Regions from separate parts of the Sus scrofa genome. Here region 1 is linked to region 2. The links are chromatin contacts, called in public Hi-C maps. All regions are on one chromosome and are shown on one strand. The core of a region is the stretch at or near the end of the contact, and the rest is flanking DNA. Distances in the headings are between cores, read along the strand shown.

What was found. A called contact is a pair of places that touch in the nucleus more often than the background predicts.
Region 1: a Hi-C map of retroperitoneal adipose tissue shows a contact between it and region 2, with 1.6 times the contacts expected there. A contact is called at or near these places in 12 of 47 Hi-C or Micro-C datasets (alveolar macrophages, embryonic fibroblasts, epiblast stem cells and 5 more).

Annotation. Positions count from the first base shown.
Region 1 is chr5:22,313,587-22,317,812 of Sscrofa11.1, reverse strand. ZBTB39 (zinc finger and BTB domain-containing protein 39) reads left to right here and starts at 1,496. Exons shown (of 3, transcript XM_005663904.3): 1 at 1,496-1,602; 2 at 3,114-3,332; 3 at 3,335-4,226. The coding sequence starts at 3,158.
Region 2 is chr5:22,088,241-22,092,490 of Sscrofa11.1, reverse strand. LOC100620470 (17-beta-hydroxysteroid dehydrogenase type 6) reads right to left here and starts at 2,995. Exons shown (of 6, transcript XM_003355459.4): 1 at 2,873-2,995. It overlaps PRIM1 (primase (DNA) subunit 1), which reads left to right and starts at 3,050. Exons shown (of 13, transcript NM_001243669.1): 1 at 3,050-3,232; 2 at 3,946-4,103. The coding sequence starts at 3,130.

The DNA of each region.
Region 1 (4,226 bases), core at 247-2,746, 230 kb before region 2:
TAGTAGTCTTGTTGGAGCCCTGTATTCTCTCAAAAGCTTTAAATGCGTGTTCTCAGCTGCTAACCACCAAGCAAATGCTCTCCCTGAAACTGGAACATGAAAAAAGGAATGAAAAAATATGACCAACTAAAAAATTGTGAGCCTGAAGTTGTGCTCTGTGAATACCACACAGATTCAGCCAAAAAACTTTCATGACCTGCAAATGCTGTGAGGAGAACTTCAGAGCTGGTAATGGTGCTAATGCCTGGATTTAGATCACATCTCTCAGTTAAGCTCAGGTAGTTTTGGGTTGATGACAGTTCTTGAGCAGGAGCATTTGGAGGGTAACTGCACTAAAGGAGAAGGGTGAGTGGAAGCAGAGAAATCGAGTTCTAGGAAGAGCTGGGGAAGTAGGAGAGGAAAAATTATTTCCCCTCTACCTTCAAGGTTCTTGACTGAGTAGTTAATGAAATATTAACAGAAAAAAAAAGAAACAGAAATTTAATAACATATATACATGGGGGAAACCCAGGAAAACTGAGTTTCTAGAGATTTAGTAACCCTTCTCTTCCTGGTGCAGAAAGCTAGACACCCTTACAAGTGGACATTTCCCTTATAAATGTAAACGTCTCTTAGAAAAGAGTAACTTCAACTGTTTTCTCCCCTATCTGCTGCTTCTTAGTAATCCTGGCAGCCAAGGAGGCATATTTTGGGGTGTCAAGTTCTCCCCTCCAGGGAAGACAGACTGCCAGAAATAGGCCTGAGCTGCCAAGGTGCAGTGGGAGCCTGTGAATTCCTTCATTTGGCCACCCAGCTGGAAGGAAGAGACGCAGTGAATTTTCAGAGAGTGGTCCACCAGGGGTGCAGCCCTCAAGTGCTGGTTCATTCATTCAAGCCGACTTCATTAAGCACCTACCATATGGAACAGTGGTGTGTGGTAAGCGAGGGGAGGCAGTAGTGCGCAGAATCACAGACCCCTGCCTTCCTGAAGCTCACTGCCTAGTGGAGGAGATACAAATTAACCGAATAATCTTACAACTTTATGTAAAATTACACAGCAGACATTTTGAGAGTAAACTTCTGGGAATATGAGAGTAGAACAGGGGAGGCGATTTAAGCTTAGAGTTGGGATAGGATTCTTCAGGTATCAGCCAAGGAGGGAGTGGTCCTACACCTGGAGATGATCAGGGCTTCAGAAAAGCCCGGCCTGGGGATGGGGATTTGGAAACATCCCCCCTACAGCCCGCTGGGGGTCCAGCGGCAGTCCCAGGGCCGCGCGGTGGTTGGAGGCGGGGCCTGGCGGGGAGGCTGGTGGCGGCCGCAGGCTCGGAGGCTTCAGCGGGCTCGCAGGGCGCCCGGCCCCGCCGTGGGGGGGCGCTGCCTCCTCCCGGGCGGCTGGGGGCGCTGCGGCCGAGCGGCGGGGGGCGCTGCCTCCTCCGGGACGGCGGGGGGCGCTGCGGGCCGGGCGGCGGGGGCGGCCCGGGCCGGTGCGGCGAGCGGCTCGGCGGATGGAGAGTCTGGCCGCGGCCGGCGGCGCCGCCTCCTCGTCGGGCCGGGCACGGCGGGCCGGGGCCTTTGTGTGAGGCGGCGGCGGCGATGGTGCGTCGGGTCCCGCGGAGCCGGGTAAGTACGGCCGGGCCGAGGGCTGCCATGGCCGAGGCCCGACCCCCGTCCTGCTCTTTCTCTCGCTCTCGCTGAGCACCCTCCTGCTCGCCCCACTCATTCGGACCTATGGTTCCCCCAGCCGCGCGCCGACCCCGGCCGGCCCCGCCGCCCATCCCTCTGCCCTCGTCGGTCCGCGCCCCGCCGCCACCTTGGCCCCCGCTCGAGGTCGCCCCGAGGAGTCCCCCGTTGTTTGGGGAGGGACCGAGGTGCTCGGTACTCCGCAGATGGAGTGCCCCAGGCCGATCCAACGCCCTTCCTCCTGGATTCGACCCTCCGGAGGGGAGACTGTGGCGCCATGGGGTTGTTGGGGTGCCTTCTCGAAAGTTCCGAAACCGCCCCCTCCCTCTCCCCACTCGGGCTTCCCGGTGCCCCGACCTGCTGACGGTTGATGTTTGGCCACCAGGGCCCGTGAGATGCCTGGCTGGTACCCAACAATGCTCCTAAAGCTTCCTGGGCCCCAGAAAAAGTTGGGAGTTAGTCGAAAGTGGTGAGATGGGGAAAGGGGCCGTGTTGCACAGGGCTAGTCGTGAGGTTGAAGGAGAAGGCGACTAGCTTGTCTTCCTTCGATGTGTAGGACTCAAAAAGGAGAAAAAGTGGTACTGAGCAGTACTTTAGGAGTTACCTATATAACTAGATGCTTCTTACCGGCATCAAGTAAATCTCTTAGTTCTGATCAGAAGCATAAATCCTGAAAGGGGGGGATTGAAGCATATTTAGGTAATATTAAATACCACAGTTATGCTCTGCTTTGCTTTACTTCTTTGGTTCTGAGTGCTTTACTTCACCCGCAGCATACAGGGAATGTGAGAAGCGTATCCCAATGGCTCTAGGCTGTGGAAGAGAGCAGAGGAGGCAGGTATTGCAGGTAGAGAGAGATGGGAACTCAAGAATGAGCAAGAGGTTTATTTAGGGCCTGAAAAAACACAGCAAAGATAGGAAACTAAAGCATAGAGCATCCTTATCTTTTTTTCAGCAGCTAATGGAACTTGATAATTGTGTTCAAGTATGTATATGGCATTTGGCATCGTAAGGGAAGAGAATATACTCAGTGAGATAGGAAAGCTTGTAGTCAGGAGGAAATTAATATGAGAAAAATTTGAGCCGGTTTCTCTGGTAATGCTAGAAGACTGCGCCTGAGAGGATGCTTCTGGCTTGGTTTTAAGGCACAAGCTTCGGTTCAGTCAGGCCTACAGCCTCTCTTACTAACTCTTAAATAAAAACCAAGCTAACAGATTTTTTTCAGTACTTCTTGATTTTGTTATGATGACTCTGTCTTTGGAGATATGCAGGGAGAGAGGTCACTGTCCTGTCACTTTTGCTGTCTTTGCCCCCCAGCAGGATGGAGCAGGTGTATGCCCATTCACTTCTGCTCTCTTGGAAACCTGCAGACTGGTGGCATTTTCCCTTGAGGAGCTCATCACCTGCAGGGGTGTGTTTGGCCACCCACCTTTTCCTTTTGCTGTCCACAGATTAACCGTGCTGATAAGGAGGCCACTTCGTAGGAGCTGCTAAGATGGGCATGAGAATCAAATTGCAAAGCACCAACCACCCCAACAACCTGCTGAAGGAACTCAACAAGTGCCGGCTCTCAGAGACCATGTGCGATGTCACCATCGTGGTGGGGAGCCGCTCCTTCCCAGCCCACAAAGCCGTGCTGGCCTGTGCGGCTGGCTACTTCCAGAACCTCTTCTGAACACTGGGCTTGATGCTGCCCGGACCTATGTGGTGGACTTCATCACCCCTGCCAACTTTGAGAAGATTCTGAGCTTTGTCTACACATCAGAGCTCTTCACGGACCTGATCAATGTTGGGGTCATCTATGAGGTAGCTGAGCGTCTGGGTATGGAGGATCTCCTTCGGGCCTGTCACTCCACCTTTCCTGACCTGGAGAGCACTGCGGTGGCCAAGCCCCTGACCAGCACCAGTGAGAGCCACTCTGGAACCCTGAGTTGTAACTCCGCAGAACCTGTCCCTCCCCTTGGAGAACTCCGGGGTGGAGGGGAGCACTTTGGTCCTGATAGGAACTGTGTGTTACCTGGTGATGCTGGAGGAAGCTATAAAGAGGACGAGAGAAATGTTACCAGTGACACTAACCATAGCCTGCCTCTGCCCCAGCAGCCACTGCCGCCAAAGACAGAAGACCACGATGCCCCTGCTCCTTTCACATCTGTGCCCAGTATGGTGACCCAGCCGGTTCTAGGTACTGTCAGCATGGGCATCCAAACCAGCACGAGCTCCTGCCAGCCATACAAAGTCCAGAGCAATGGAGACTTCAGTAAAAACAGCTTCTTCAGCCCTGACAATGCAATAGACATTACCACTGGGACCAACTCCTGTCTGAGCAACAGCGACCACTCCAAAGACCCAAGCTTTGGGCAGATGGATGAGCTCCAGCTGGAGGACCTTGGGGACGATGACTTGCAGTTTGAAGACCCCACCGAGGAGATAGGCACAGCTGAGGAGGTGATTGAATTGAGTGACGACAGTGAGGATGAGCTGACTTTTGGAGAGAATGACAACCGAGAGAATAAGGCCATGCCCTGCCAGGTGTGCAAGAAAGTTCTAGAGCCCAACATTCAGCT
Region 2 (4,250 bases), core at 1,746-4,245:
AGATGGGGGTGCGGTTAGGGTAGGACCCAAACTAGATCACAGAAGCTTCGGCAACACAATTCTCATGGCTTAGTTACCCAAAATTTTGCTTACCCAAAATTTCACAAACTTACCCCACAGCTCCCAGCATTAACCATAAAAGAGCTGGTTTTTCATACCATCAAAAAGCCCAATTTATAGAGCATACCCAGGGTCCTATCTGTAAGTAAAAAATCACACCCAACTTCTAACTGATATTTCTCAAACTGTAAAAGAATAAAGTAAAAAACAAAACAAAACAGAGAAAACAATGGTGATGAAATTTCATCCATAAATCAAAGTTGAAGGGTTTTTTTATTTTTCAAATTTATTGACATAAAGGTTGCTCATGGTATTTTGGGGGAGGGGGAGGGATCAGAGACCATGTCATTAATTTTTTTCTCCCCAGAGCCTAGCTAAATGCCCAAAATGCATATTTTCATTAAATGTTCATGTAATAAATGAATAAGTTAAAGAATGACAGAATGAATCATATCTTTCCCAAAGAGATAATCCTTTTATATGGAAAAAATATTCAGAATAACAATAGGAGTTGGACTGGAGTCCATGAGGTAGGTGTCCAAGCCTGCAAAGAACTTGGGGAGAGAGACCTAGGGCTGACATTACCCAAAAAGGCTGACAGTAGATGTAAGTAGCAAATGTTAAAGAGAATGGTAGATACTGTAGGGTTTGAAGGACAAAGGGGTTTTGCACCTATGAGAATGAAAGTACAAACCGAATGCCAATACTGCCTCCCAGTGACCCTTGGGATAAAAGCCTCTGTACTGAAGCACTTTCACAAAATAATAGCTTTCTCACATTGAGTGGTTCTGAGCTATGAGTTGTGCCAGGCACCTCTTAACCTCTCATTTAACCCTCACAACAACCCCTTGTAGACAGAGAACATGAAGCTTAGCAGTTAATTGCACTGGAACCAGAATGTCTGGCTCTCCCACTACAGACTTTGTGACCCTGGACAAACTACTTAAGTTCTCTACATATGTCCCATCTGTAAAATATGGATAATATTAGTATCTATCACATACATCCTTGACAACATAGCAAATGCTATCTAAATGTCAGCTATCATTAAACCCTTTTGCCTGATAAAAACTAATGTTAAATAAATCAAGCATACATAGGAACTCAATGCATATAACTTCCTTTGCTTTCTCCTCTTAAATCTTAACGCCCTAAAGCATGCCCCTTTAGTGGTCCTGAAATTTAAATAGAAGACTCTCAAATAGCCCAAAAAAGTCAGTTCCTAAAGGCAGCAATAAGGAATCTCCATTAAAGAAACGGAGAAACCTCCATTAAAAAGCCTATTAAAGGAGTTCCCGTCGTGGCGCAGTGGTTAACGAATCCGACTAGGAACCATGAGGTTGCGGGTTCGATCCCTGCCCTTGCTCAGTGGGTTGACGATCCGGCGTTGCCGTGAGCTGTGGTGTAGGTTGCAGACGCGGCTCGGATCCTGCGTTGCTGTGGCTCTGGTGTAGGCCGGTGGCTGCAGCTTCGATTCAACCCCTAGCCTGGGAACCTCCATGTGCCGCGGGAGTGGCCCAAGAAATAGCAACAACAACAACAACAAAGACCAAAAAGACCAAAAAAAAAGACAAAAAAAAAAAAAAAAAAAAAAAGCCTATTAAAAAGTGTGGTTCCACAAAAGAGAACTCTACAGGGCACTCTTGGTGCTATTAGAGTGAATCCCTTTCCAGCAAGGGATTCACCCAAAACAGGAAGCACAGGGATTGTGAAAATCAGCTAAGATTTATATAGTATTTCTAGGAATACTCAAGTAAGTATGATCTGCCCAGTGCCTAGTTTGACCACTTTGCCTATGCAAGATGAAGGGCCATGATCACTTTCAAATTAGGCTAATAATAACCCACTAGAGAGCAGAGAATACTCTCCTTGCTTTCCTACTATTATTGTGAAAATAATGGTTTTCAAATGACACAGCACTGGGGTGATTATCAGACTGCCCACCTCAGTCCACATTTGTAATGAAATGTATCTACCTGGTAAGACTGACTGGCAGATGTGCATGTCAAGAGTAAACAGGCTTCTTTCAAATTTGTAAAGCACTCCATGATTTTGCAAGCTTCCTCTGATTTTAGTATTCCTGGGTGTTCTGTTTAAGCGACAATGTAGAAACAAACGATGACCAGACCATATAAAAAAACAGAACTCTGACCCACAACCTCTCCAATGCCTACCTAGGAAACCAACCCCCTTATCTATATAATAAATAGCCCAAGAAGTCAGGCTGCTTTAAGTCAGACTTGTAGGAAATCAAACTAAAGTCTCTAGTGATATTCCAGGAAGCCAAATACCCTACATAACAATCCATCCAACATAGCCAGTACTTGATTAATAACTGACAGCTTCCCTAATTTTTGTCCCCACTCTCAATTTAGGACCAACCGCAGAAAGCCAAATATGCACCCCTAACCTATCACATAGGTCACATAGGATACCCCGCTCTGAGGTAGCCCACAGACAGCTTCCCCATAACAAATAGCTTTGCATTAGAAAAAGAGTGAAACCTGCCCCCCCAAAGCTTTCTCCCCTCCTCTGCCTGCGTTTGAGCCTTTGCCAAAATGTAATGTGATGTGGCTGACTCTATACATGGCAAGCTCTTGAATGAATAGCTTTTGCTTTTCTTATTTGGTTGGTCATCATTTATTTCCACATACTGGACCTAGTTATTCTATGAAGAACCAATTTCCAAACCCTCTTTAAAAAGATACTGGTTAACATTGTTTAAATGTGTTGTTTCTAAAACAGTCATAAAGTTAGCAGATAACATCTTTTTCACTTCATCTTAATAACCTTAATATGTTCCATGGCTCACCTTTCCGCAGATCTCCCTGCAATGAGCACGGCTTCCTTCTACCCACCAGAGAAGTGGACCTACATGTTAAATCTGTGAGTGAAGACCGTAGTAGCGCTCCCACACCCAAGCCAACCTCCAAAAGAGAACTACAATTCCCAACAGCCCCTGCAGATGGCTGGCCGCTGCCACTACGCGCCTGCGCAGTTGCGGAAGCTCGACTGTGCGGTTCCCGCCAATTCTCGTGCTAATCCTGCCTGGGTTGAGTTCTGCGTTTCATGGAGACGTTTGACCCTACCGAGCTGCCCGAGCTGCTTAAGCTTTATTACCGGAGGCTCTTTCCCTACGCCCAGTACTATCGCTGGCTGAACTATGGCGGAGGTGATGAAGGCGGGAGCGGGGTGGGAAATGGCTCGGGGTGGGGGGGGAGTGTGAGGAGGTTCTGGGAGGGTACCTTGGAATGACAATATGAAGTGCCTTCCATGTTCCAGGCCTTGTGTCGGGCGCCTTTGTGCGTTGCCTTGAGCCCTCCCCACCACTGCCGAGGTGTAAATGGGCCTAGAGTGGGATGTAATGACCAGTCTACACCACGCACTGAAAGACAGAGCCTTTGCTCCTCCCACTTTGTGTTTGAACTCACTTTCGTTGCAGCGTTTACCTGCTCTGATGCAGTGTTAATCTTCTCGGTTCCTGAGCGAAGGTGGCGGAGGTGGCGGGGAGCAAGGGAGTCCACTGGGTTGTAGCAAGAAGCTGCAGAGACATAATCTGCATCAGGGACAGACGGGCATCTCCTGAAAGAGGAGAGGTACTTAACTCTTCCCAGCTGAATTTGAGTGCCCACCTAGGAAAGAGAGGTGGTACTACATGAAAATATTTCTGCATCTTTTTCCTCATTTTTACCTTTCCCTATTAAATGCAGGATGGTGAACTCCTTCAAATTAGGGACTAGTTCTTGGTTTTGGTTTTTGTTTTAATGTAGCACAGTGTTGAGTACAGAGGGTTCGTGAAAGATATCTTCTTGTTGGTTAATGTTTTAATACTCTGAACTGGATAAAATACCATACTAACTTTTAAAATGTATGTTCATTTTGCAGTGGTAAAGAATTACTTTCAACACCGTGAATTTTCATTCACGTTGAAAGATGACATTTACATTCGCTACCAATCTTTCAACAACCAGAGTGAGCTGGAAAAGGAGATGCAGAAAATGAATCCATACAAGATTGATATAGGCGCGGTATATTCCCACAGAGTAAGAAATCAGTTTTTTATGTAGTTTATTGTTTTTTTAAACCAAGAATGGATTGGTGCCCCTAGCGTTTTGAGATACATTTTTAGAGTTTATTCTAATTAAGGAGCCACACTTTAACAGTTTTTGCAAGTAGATTGTAGTGAAAAT